2 separate regions of the Gossypium hirsutum genome follow, and region 2 is linked to region 1. A link is a contact called in public Hi-C data. All regions are on one chromosome and are shown on one strand. Each heading gives the region's core, a stretch centred on a gene start, on an enhancer-like site or on the middle of the called end of the contact. The rest is flanking DNA. Distances are from core to core; before and after follow the strand shown.

What was found. Hi-C and Micro-C count contacts between places; a contact is called where the count stands out from the background.
Region 2: a contact with region 1 is called in a Hi-C map of hypocotyl, with 2.2 times the contacts expected there. The contact joins the promoter of LOC107889713 here to the enhancer-like site in region 1. A contact is called at or near these places in 5 of 34 Hi-C or Micro-C datasets (hypocotyl, leaf and petal).

What each region holds. Positions count from the first base shown.
Region 1 is chrD06:30,370,726-30,376,837 of Gossypium_hirsutum_v2.1, reverse strand. LOC107889745 reads right to left here. Exons shown (of 20, transcript XM_016814338.2): 14 at 3,615-3,665; 15 at 3,349-3,490; 16 at 3,196-3,240; 17 at 2,572-2,676; 18 at 2,445-2,486. Among protein-coding and RNA genes, the nearest start is that of LOC107889745, 19 kb to the right of the region's middle. Within about 2 kb of position 4,842, at least 2 of the 9 cell types and tissues checked have an H3K27ac peak or open chromatin away from gene starts, as enhancers often do.
Region 2 is chrD06:30,492,799-30,499,347 of Gossypium_hirsutum_v2.1, reverse strand. It overlaps LOC107889713 (very-long-chain aldehyde decarbonylase GL1-9), which reads right to left and starts at 4,287. Exons shown (of 3, transcript XM_016814252.2): 1 at 4,029-4,287; 2 at 3,378-3,742; 3 at 1-686. The coding sequence starts at 3,608. The coding sequence ends at 144.

The DNA.
Region 1 (6,112 bases), core at 3,593-6,092:
GAAAAAACCACCTCCAAGGGGTGTGCTTCACACATCAACATGTGGATGAAGGCATAAATGCTTCTAGCGACGTGTGAGACTCATGCAAAGAGATGCTATCAGACTTCAGGGTTTTGCTGAAAATGATGCTGTGGATCTCCTATGAATGACGATGAGAAGTAAAAATGGGGCTAAGGGGGTACATACCAAGTTTATAATTCTAGGGTTTAAGAGAATCTAAGAATTTCAAAATTGGTCCTTTAAATATGGAATTATAACTCTAATACCATGAAGAAATCAAAGTATTTTCAAAGGAAATTTCAAAATTAGAAAGTAATTTAGAGATAAAACTGATTTTCTCTTATGAATTCAGATGAAAGAATACATAGGTATTTATACAAGCAATATAGGCATCTAAGGAAATTAGTAAGTTGTGCATAATCCAAGAAAACCCTAATAATCTGTAATTTAATCCCTAATAATCAGTAATTCCTAAGATCATGCCACTTAGTCAAGCATAGGCTGTTAGAAATTATTGCCTAAGCTGTCAACACTGACAGCAGTAAGATGTCAACACATGTTTTTCAAGAAAAACAAGCAAAGAATTGTGGAGGCATTTACTGATGCAAATTGGGCAGTTTCAGTTGAAGATAGGAAGTCCACATCAAGTTATTGTGGGGGATTTGGTTACTTACAGCTCGTTTGGTTGGGATGAATAGCATCTCAACTCCAGGTCTATACTTAAGGGAATAGTTATTCAGTCATTTGGTTCACTGAATTACCTATTCGGTTGAATATGCATTACAGTCTGATTACGAATGCTCCCGTAATAGCTATTCTTTAACTATACCAAAGATGGCAATTCTGCACAACAATGAATAGATGCAAATTTTCTTTTCCAATTTTTCCCTACATTATTTCAAGCTAAAACAAGAGAAAACCTAATTGAGCTTTTAATTGGTATTCTTCAACCTCATCTGCAAATGGATTACCAGATATAAAACAAAAAAAAAAAAAAGGAAAGAGACTTTTTGGGTTTCTTTTTAAAGTTAGAAATAAGAGGTTTTTGGTTAAAAATAAAGGGCATTGAGCTTGAAATTTTGAAATAGAAGACAGCGATAAATAAAAAAATTTGAGGGGGCAGGTAGAGAGGTGGACCACGAAAATTCATTGAAAGTCAACCATTTTTTCTATAGATCTAGGCTTATTGGTAAGCTTTCAGAAAAAAAATCAAGCCAAAATTCAGAAAGCTGATGTTATAAAAAATCTGTCATGAACTTCCGATGACTGTCGACAGTGATGTAAATGGATTCGATAATAGCTTCAACTAAATAGGAGAATTAACTGCTCTTGAAAGTGTTTTTTCTCTAAACTCGTCCATGAGTTAGGGTTTCTTGAAGTTGTTGGGTCTTCCATTTGTGATCTCAGTCTACATTTTTGTATGGCTATTTGAGGGGTTTGCCCCTTTTTCCTCTTCTGATTTTGTTTTCAGCGCCAATTTGGTGTGATCTCAGTCTCAGGGTAAAATTGTTATTTGTGATCTATTCTATATCTATTCCTCTCCGCCAAACGTATGAATACTATTACAATACTCATTCCATTCCATTCCATCCAACCAAACCACTGTTATGCCTATTCAATTCCAGTGAACCAAACGTGCCGTTAGAGAAGCAAGAAGCAACCAGTTGTAGCTTGCAGTAGCACAGAGCTGAATTTACAGCCCTTGCATAAGGAACTAGTGAGCTGATTTGGTTAAAAAGTTAATGGAAGAACTTAAAGTTCCTGATATGGGATCTATGAAGCTATGTTATGACAATAAGGCAGCCAAAGTATTGCACATAATCCAGTTCATCATGACCGAACAAAGTATGTTGACATAGATCAACATTTTATCAAAGAAAAATAGAGGATGGGTAATTTCCTTGATCTTTGTGCCGGGCAACCAACAGACAACAGATGTCCTTAAGGGGCTACCTAAGCCAAGTTTTGAAGTGCTACCAGACAAGTCAGGAATGATGAGCATCTTTCACCAGCTTGAGGGGGAGTATTGATAGTTCATCAATTTATTAATTGCTAGATTTCTAGGATTTAGCAAAGGGATATTATTTTATTTCTATTTTTCTTAATTACTCAGTATCATTTCCCAGTTTATTGCTACCTAAGTTTTAGTAATTTACAAATTCTAAATAGCCTAGATTAGAATCCCTCAATGAAAAATAACAATGAATTTCTTTCTATTCTTATTTACAAAAATTCCTTCTATTCTCTATTTTCATTTGCATAAATTCCTTCTATTTCTGTTTTTAGTTTTAGAACAGATATATCAACAGAACTTTCAACAGAATTTCCTAAAAATTAGGCAGATCACCTTTAACATAACCTTTAACATAATAGACATCTAATTTTTTACTACTACTATTAGTAATTTTTGGGTGCATGTATGAGATCTATGCCCCAAACCATACCTTAGCGAACTCTTCAATAAGTATTTCCCTCACAAAGCTGCCCTGCCAAAAAAGAAAGGAAAAATATCAACTTCAATTGGGCCATTAAAAGTATACATATAATATAGAGATGCAATTTTCCGGATACCTTTTCTGTTAATGTAAAATAAAGGATTTCCTTAAAAACCACCCTGGAATTTGCTTCTTCTCTTTGTATCTTAACCAAGGCCTTCTCAGTTCGAGCACGAAGGGACTGCCATATGAATCATTTTAGGACTAGAATAAACTGAGGAAGGTGCAGGGATATTCATAGAAGGAAAAGAAATAGGAAAGGGAAAGATTAGAAATTATTATAGAAGAAAATGTCCATGAGTATAAGCTGCACGAAATGACCTAATTGTTTGAAAGAAGCTCCTAATCAATACACATCTGATCTAAATTTTTAGACTGGTGAGAAAAAATAGTTTGAAGATGACCTAATTGTTTGAAGGATGCAGATACAAACAAATATACTACTAACTTTTTGACTGGGAAGCAGAAATAGTTCCTTCAATACTTGGGACTGTTTAAAACTCAGAACTCCAGTGGCGGTTGTTTTGCAGGAATAAGACAAAAAGGCAAAACTGGACCAAAGATAATAGGAAATTTATCAAGTGTTTTGTTTCTCACATATACAACAGGATGCCATATGTTGTAATCTGTGTGGTAAAAGGAGAGAGAAGAAACAAAGGGGGGAGTATGGTGAGTAAGCAAAAAGATTGGAAAATCTCACCTCTGTCAATAGGGATTCAAGACGATCAATTCTGAAAGCACCATCCTAACAGATTACAAACCTAATTAGAATGTTGGTAAGCTATGTCCATGATGTAAAGTACAACACAGTAAACAATAACATTTCAATAAAGAAGAATCAGTATACATGTACCTTATAAAGAAGAGCCTGCAAAGAAGACTTCAGTTGAGGTGAACTGTCAGTCAATACTTTTTTTGCAATCCATGGATATGAACTACCCAAAACTTTGTAATTTGGGTCAGAACTTATTGCAATTCCCTCCAATACAGCTAGACTAGAGAAGGATAAGTAAACCAATTAATAGGCATAAACATGGCAACATATAAGATTCTAAATTTCTGAACAAACAGCATGAAGTTGTATGGAAGACGCATCAAATCTCTAAGGAAAACCATTACCTACGAATAACCAGAGAAAAATATGAAGGTATTTGAAATTTGAACTTGTACCTGCCAAAAATTGAAAATGAAATCATGAATATTGGGAACATCTCTGAGAACAATTTAAGTGCCACCTCTAGAAGATCATATAACACAATACTAGTCAATAAACTTATTGAGATGACTAATCTGCTCACCCACAGCAATAGTTCCTTCTTACTCCTACCAAATAAAGCTATTTTTCTTTTCCCAATAGAAAAAAGCCATTCTTTCCGCTCGATCATCCAAAGATTCCATCTCCACCAAAAGCAGTTTGTCAATGTAAATAATTGGGTTAATGCATATTTTGCACCTGAAATGGACCATTGGTCTAGGTTGGTAAAGTTTTGTTTGACGAAGACTTTTATAGCAACCATTACCTAATCAAAGCGTGTCATGTTGAATTCACATCACCCTAAATTAATCCACATCATCCTATTGTCTTATGAGAAAGGATTGTATGAAATTGTGATTCCATGTCATCTATATCCCTTTCCAATTGGGAAATGACAAATCAGATTTTTCCACCTGATTTTCAGTTTTTTTTTCTCCTGAAAAAATTCAAATCCAACTAAAAATGCTAAAAATCAGGAGGAAAAATCCGATTTGTCATTCTCATATTGGAAAAGAATATATATGACCTGAGATCACAGTTTCATACAATCGCTTCTCACTGTATTATTAATAATGTCAAAACATTGCCAACTTTAGTTTAAAAGTTTCAAAAATAAAAAATAAAAAACTATAAATATTAAAAAAAATCAATTTTTATAAAAGCATATAAATACAATAAAAATTCAAAAAAGAATATATAATTTTTGCAAATCTCAAAAAATATAAATAAATTATTAAAAAATAAAACCTCAAATATATAAATTATGAAAAAGTAATGAAATTAAAGAAATTATAGATAAATTATAAATTAATATAGATCATATAAAAAATTATATAAGTTTCTGTCAGCTACAAATTCTCACTTTCTTTTATAAACCAAAAACTTGGCAAATACAACTTAATGGATTTGAAGATGAAATACAATTTGCACTGCGTCTTCAAACTTTCACTCCATTTTTCCCTTTGAACTTCTTGTTGTCTCAAACTGACGTTGTCGAAGTTTCATCCCCCACCACCAATTCTTGTAAGGAATCTTTTTATGTTATGCTTACAACTCCGGAACAAAGCTAAAACCCACGAATTTGACTCACCAGCCATACAGATTCAAGTCATTTTTAACGGTGCTGAATAAGGCAAGGAAAGCTTAAATTGTGGGGTCTAGGGCACAGCTTTTGTTTGGGCAAGGATTAAGAGGGCTGGAATGGATCAAAGGGAACGAAAAGAAGCTTCCATCAAAAATTGAGATAGAGATGAAAGGAGATTACGTCTTTTTGGGAGGGTTTTAAAGGATGAGAAAGTAAAAAAATTAAAGTGTTTTATTTATTAAATGTATTTAATTTACTGAAAACTGAAAGAAATTAAAAATTATTCATATGTATATTACACGTCTGCAAAGAGATATATAACAAAAAGCTAACATGGTTTAAATTTTTTTAACCAACATGTTTCCTAAGTGGTTGAAGATGCTAAATTAGCAAACAATTAATAGTGCTAACTTTTAGGGGCAAAGCGTGTAATGGTAGAACTACCAACTTAGTCCAGAAAACCTTTATGCACCAACCTAGACCAAGTGGCAAAGTTTAGGCATCAATAAGGGCAAGCAAGCGATTAAATCAATTGATTTGATCATGTTTTGTTAAACATAACCGAATTAACCAAAGACCCTCCTACTATAATCAAACTGACCAACCTTCACAGTCTTAACCGATTTAACCAAACTGACTTAACATCTCCAAAAGCATGGTTTAACAGATTCAACAAAATCATGATCTCGTTTGGTTAGCAACAAAGCAATGATAATCATACCCTCTCCATAAGACATTACAAGGGTAAGATCACTCTTCTTATAGTATATATTGACAACATTGTAATGACAGTAAATGAAAAAGAAGAGATGACTCAGCTAAAAGGGTGGTTGGCTCAGGAATTAGAAATAAAAGAGGGAGGGAGGCTACAATATTTCCTAGGGACTGAAGTTGCCAAATAAAGAAAAAATGAATCTTCATCTCACAGAGAAAACATATCCTAGATTTCTGGAAAAAAACTGGTATGATGGGTTGCAAGCCTGCAGAATGACCTATGGAGAGTAATCATAAGTTGCAAACAAGGATTGGAGAGTCAATGGAGAAGAAGATATATCAAAGATTGGTTGGAAGACTGATTTATCTCTTACACACTAGACCAGACAAAGTACATGCAATCAATATAATAAGCTAGTTCATGCATGATTCATATTCAGACAGACAAGTACATGATTCATGTTCCAGCAAAAGGTCTTCTTTTCTCTAAACATGGTCATCTCCAAATAGAAGCATACACAGTTGCAGATTGGGTTGGAACTCTAAATGATAGGAGGTCTACAT
Region 2 (6,549 bases), core at 3,038-5,537, 120 kb before region 1:
CAATGACATGCCGGATCCCTAGAACTTAAAGCCTCAAACAAAACAAATTCAACTTCTCAAGAATGGCACAACCTCAAGGAAAAAACTGTTAACAGTGTGAAGCGAGAGCCTCTAACTACACAAGACAAATCAACAGAATGTGACTAGTCTTTCTTTAGCCTTACCTCAAAACCCCCCTCCGGTCGCTTCAAAAGATCATAAGGCATATGAGTTCCAAGTAGCTTATCCCAGTTGGCGAAGAACGGCTGAGAGTAGTTATACTTTGTGCCTTGGAGTTGATGATGGATGTCATGATAAGCAGAGTTATTCCAGAAAAATATATGGAAAATATTACCAGGCAACCATAGCCCACAATGATCATCCACAGTTTTAATCACAGCAAAACAGAAGAAAACTACAGCTGTTCGTGCAGTCATTCCAGAGACAAGGAAAGAGATGGCACCACCAAAAGTATCGAGCAAGAGACCCTCAAGTGGGTGATTGTAAAGGGCCCCAATTGCATAGGGAACAACCAGCCTATGATGTTGGGAGTGGACATGACGGTACAAAAATTTGTTTTGATGCATGAAACGGTGAACAAAGTACTGCCATGCATCCATGACAAGCATTGCAACAATAAATTGCGCAAGTTGAACAGGAACTGAAGGCTGGATTGTGGTCCCAGATGCATCTGCCGTTGATGTCAACTACAGCAAGAATACGAGAACATTAATCTGGTAAAAGTACTCAACATATAAAAGTTATAACCATTGCAAGAACAAAAGAATATTAATTAGGTAATGGTACTCAACACATGAGCAAGCTTATCATCTTATTGAAACTTCTATTATCTAAGTCATACCGGTTCTTCAACCTCTCAGAAAACGCTAATAAATGCTAAAGCTATTTAATCAACAAAGTTTTCAACTGAAATTACTTTTTTTGCAGATTATAAGCAAACAGACATTTCCAGTAACAAAAACATTTTACAGGCAAGGCAGAAGTTAAATGAAGAAAGCATGTATGATGCCCATCTCATTGAGAAAGCAACAAAAGAAGTTAAGACTTTGGTTCCCAAAGAACAAGGCCATATAGATAGACTTCACGGCTAACACAGTGGAACTACATATATGAGAAGATCTGAGGTAATATACATTCAAATACAAGGAAGGAAACGAAGATGTCGGAATTCAAAAAGAAAATTAAAGCCCAGCTCAGCTATGTGATTGGTTGAAAAACTGTGATATGAAATAAATGAGAATTGTACAAAAAAAAAAAGGGGGATCATTATGATTATAAGCCACATTTTTCACTTAACCTCACTGAGACAAAGAAAAAACAGTTTTTAGGACATAATACTACCTAACAAACTTATTAAACAAAAGAATCCAAACACATGCCACCTTCTGACTTTCCAGGTGCTTGGAGGAACATAAGGTCTCCTGGATCCACTTCTATGACCAGTGCTACTAGAGGCACTCAGTACATTAGATTTTGACTATTTTAGCTTGGCTTACTCAGCTGATCAGAGAAGAGACGAAGATGGCTGAATATAGAAGGGCAAAAGATAGTTTCAGGTTGTTACTAATAAATCTTGAACATGACAAATGGAAAAATATATGGCAAGTAAAAATGAGGACAAGAGAGAAAAAGATAGATTTGGTTGGTTATATGGAGGGGAACTGAGATGGTTTTCTTTTCAAGCATCCAATCACCTCTGCCCCAAAAAAAAAAAAATCATCCAATCAACAAACTGTCAGATCACGAATGAGTGAATTAAAAATGCATGACCACTTATTTGACACACTTGATGGAGCTCTGAGCCAAGTGCTATTCTAGACAGTTTACAAGCAAGACCAAGGCAAGAGGAACATATCATGTTATTAGCTATTTTCCTCTTAATTATATAAACTCCATTGTATTCTAAAACTCAAAGAAAATGCCAGCACCAGTATGAGGAGAAAAATAAATGCAACTTAGAGGACATCTTATTATCATGAATTGTACAAGCCAAGAATCAAATTTGGAGAAATAGCATCAACATACACAAATTTTTACTTCAATGTTTAAATTTTAAATTAAAACACGCAATAAGATACCATGAGAAGTCCTCATGCACCAGAAAAAGCTTTTTTGTCATTAGAAAGTAGTTATACGCAACAGGTTGAGGATGACAAACTAGAACTAAGATTAGAGGATAAAGGCCCCCCAAAAAATACTCAGTCCTTACCACTACCCTCTAGAAGAAGGGCAATGGGTAAGGGAAAAAAAGAAAAGAAAAGCACACAATGTGAACGAAATTGTCTTCCCTTGTACATTACATCTCAAGGATTTCTCAAATGAAATGAACCCAAGCTTCAAATATTTCCCTTATTCAGCTGCAAACCCGTTGCAAATGCAAATTGTACTAGCTCAAAAAATAAAAGACTAACAATCCTTGCATGTGCTTCGCTAAAAAATATATAATCCCACATGTAAAATATATAATCCTACTGTTTTTAGGTCTTTTTCTGATACCTTGAGACCAATGTACTCATTCCCTAGTCCTGATAGAATTCGTTGGTCTTTATCCTATCCAAATTTGACTTGTTGCATCAAATATCACTTACCAAAATTGGTCATGCCTCCAACTTTTTTTAACAATGAAGCAACTAAAGAAGGTATTCAAACTTGATTCCAAACTTAAAACCAAATCTAAAGCTTCTCTATCCTAGTAGATTTCATAAGGTAGGAGGGGGGAGTGGAATAAACTGAGTTCATAAACTATAGGGAACAATCAAACCTACTTGGAAGCACTGCTATTTTCACCACCTCACTTTCATTTGCAAAAGTCATGACTGAACTAAATGAAGCATCTATGCTTGAGCCTACTCTGAACCACAAACACTATGGCAAAATTAGTGAAATTTGCAAGTAAACTATACAGATTTTATTACCCATTTACTTTTTTATTGCAGAGGCATTTGTGAATATTTTGATTCTAAAACCACCAAGATGTTGTTACATGTAATATGATACTTCAGGAATTTTGTCTTATGGTTTATTACGTATCAGATACTAAGATGTTTCACAAAATTAGTATTTAACAATACACGCTTTTTTGGTTTTTTGGACATTATATTCACTAATTACCAGCTCTTTTTCCCTATTTTAAGATGTTACAGCTATTGTTAACTCATAACTGCATGCTAGATATAAGGGCTCCTCCTATGACATTGACATCAAAGCTAAGGCCAAGCACAAAATCTACCGTAAAACAAATTAAACCACCCCATCTACATAACAAAGAAGCCAAGAATAGAAAGTGATCTCTTGATTCTGAAATAAATTCGACAAACTTATATGGAAGAGTAAAGTTTGTCAAGGAAGATTTAAAATAACATGATTTTACGACTAACCAGAAAGAGCAATTTAGCAACAGTTGCTTGAACAAGCTGTTGAAATAGAACACCCCTAACAACTGAAACGAAAGGCACGGCATTCTTCTCTTCCTCCTCTTTTCTAGTATGTAAACGGTACTTATCCAAAGGTGGTAAGAGTTGATAAAACCCAGCATACAACCAATATACAACAACCGGGGCAACTGTCCCCATTGCTTCATCACTCACATATCCTTCCCAAAACACCATTTACTTCTACTTTTCTGTCAATCCCAAATCCACTAAACCAAACAAATTCTGGACGAATAATTTTTGTTTTTTCTCCTTGGGCTAATACCCACTTCAACTTTTACAAATTTGAAGCTGCATTTACCGTTTCAACCCTGAAATAAACACCCAAAAAACTTTAAATAAAAAGGATTTTGTAACATGAAACTAAACAAAATTTAGAAAAATCAACTTTCTTTTCTAGCATGATTCTGCTTCAGTTAATTTCACACAAAAAAACTCAATTTTTCTAAAATGTTAAGTTTTCCAGTGATCCAGGTCAGTACTTTGCATTGCCCTAATGTTTTTCAAAAAGAAAAATCAAAATTAGGGCAGAAAATGGGAAGAAAGGGTGAAGATTTTTGAAGAGAGAAAAAGAGAAAAGAAATGATTTTGACTTACAGGGGATCGAGATTGATCAAGAAGCGTTGAAAATTCCAACAAAGCTGATTATGCATTCAGATCTAAATAATGGAATCAACCAACCAAAGAGTATGAGTTGTAGTAGGAATACAAGTTCATCTTTACACTCATAATTGTGAGTAATGATGAGAGAATGGGTATAAAACAACTATAAAGTATAAACAAATAAATGTTCTTATCACTATAATAAACTATTAATCAATCATTTAATGATTTTTTCCGAAACGTCATGATCTTTTTTACACGCGAATTGCGCAGTAATTTTAGTTTTATAGACTGATATTTCAATTTTTTTTTTAAACTGTAATAAGTACAATACAATATGAGAAGCAAAGATATACTAAATTTTCTAGGGATATTATGTAAAAAAAAAAGAATAGGCGAGGGTGAAAAATTATAATTTATTTTTTAATATTATAAAAAATTAAAAATTTCATAAAATTTTTAAATTTTGTTTTTTTTTAATTTTAATTTTTTTAGAAAATTTTAGAATTTTTAGGTTTTCTAGAGTTTTACTGTATTTTTTTATTAAAAATATTCAAAATTCCTTTAAAATATGTTCAAGTTTTCATAAAAATGCAAAAAGAACCCCTAAAATTTCCAAAAAAAAACAATACCTTAAAATTCTTAAAATTTTTCATAAAATTGTAATTTTTTAAAATATATATAATTCTAGAAAAAAAAAATTTAAAATTTTTATGAAAATTTTAAATTTTTTTTGGAATTTTTGCATACTTATAAAATCTTGAAAATATTTTTTATAATTTTAAAAATAGATTTTTTTATAATTTTCTAAGTTTTTTTGGATTTTTTATGATTTTTTATTTTTAACTATTTTTTAATTGTTCTATTTTTTATTTTTAAGTGAATTTTTTACTTTTTTTGACACATGGCATCGTGTCATTGGTTTTTGTAAAAAAATTTAAAGGAAATTTGGGTTGGGGTAACGATGATATTCCATAATTTATTATGCCAAATTAAGCTTTTTTTCAGTACCTAAGCAGCTTGTATTAAGTAATTTTATATCTTTTATATTTATTTTTAGAAAATTTTATTTTTTAGTTTAAATTGAATAAATTGAGCTATTTTTTAGCCAATTCTGGCCTAAGGAGGAACTAGCGAGTTAATAGAGTGTGCAAGACAACAATCTAAGCGAAGGAGTCAGTAGACTAACATGAATGTCGCAACATTCAAAAGGGAAGTTGTGACATTGGAAGCAAGGCTCAACACTTAGTCAAATTTCCAACAGAAATCACGGGACAAGCTACTAGGCACAAAGTTGCGACACCGATATAGCAAAGTCATGACATTCACCCTGAATCCAAGAGATCGAGTAGTCTACCCACAAAGTCGTGACATTGGCTAGGGAACGTCGTGACATTGACTCGACGAGCCCAATAATTTTGCAAAGGTGTTTTCGTCCGCACAACCTCATTCAATTTGTAAATCAGTTTGTAATCAACCTAATTAGGTCATAATACATGAAAACTATAAATATTAGTTAAAAACAACAGATTGGGAAGTTCATTTAGATATTGTTTTTGGGTTTTAGATAGTATATTACTTAGTGATCTGCCATAATTCGTTGTGGTAAATTAGGTCATTTTCAGTACTTAGTGAGCTCATTTTCTAGCAAATAAGTAATGTTTTCGTTAAGTTTCTATTTTGAGTAATTTGTTAACAAAGTGAGCAATTTGGAGTATTTTATGACCTTTTAGGCTGATTTGAGCCTAAGGGAAGACTAACATGCTAGTTGAGTGTGTAAGACCCTAACTTAAGCCAAGGAGTCAGTGGACTGCTCCCTATGTTGCAACACGTTGCTTGTACATCACACGACACCTTCCAGAATGAATGTAACACCCCTTACCCATCTTCATTATCGAATTAGGGTTACGAAATGCTACTATACAATACAAAACAGAATCATGCTATATCGATGCAATACATTCCCATACAATTGTATAAACATACAATCAAAATCATGTCATTCATATCCTAACGGTGTTAAATCAAGTTTACTGAAGCTATAAGACAATTTAAAACAAAGTAAGGACTCATTTGAAACATTTAAAAAAAGTGAGGTAAAAATGCAAAATAGGTCACATGGTCGTGTAACAGCCTAATGTCGTGTGAAGCTATAGGTCATAGCCGTGTTGACTAACCGTGTGTAAGGACTAAAGCTATGTGGAAGGAGGCACACGATGGTGTCCCCAAACCGTGTAACTAACTGATGTCGTGTGTGCCAATTGAAACTTAAATCAACAGACCATACAACTGTTTTATATACTTGTGTATGGTACACGGTTGTGTGTCAAACTGTGTATCAGCCCATGTGCACCTAAATAAAACTTTCTCCACAAGTAACCTAATTCAATTTCACTTATTCCACAAGCAATATTAAACCATTACTCAAACTTGTTCAATAGTCATCAAAATATACCTCAAACAACATCTATCTCATACATCCTAAGTGCCTAACCAATATGTCACATTTGGCACC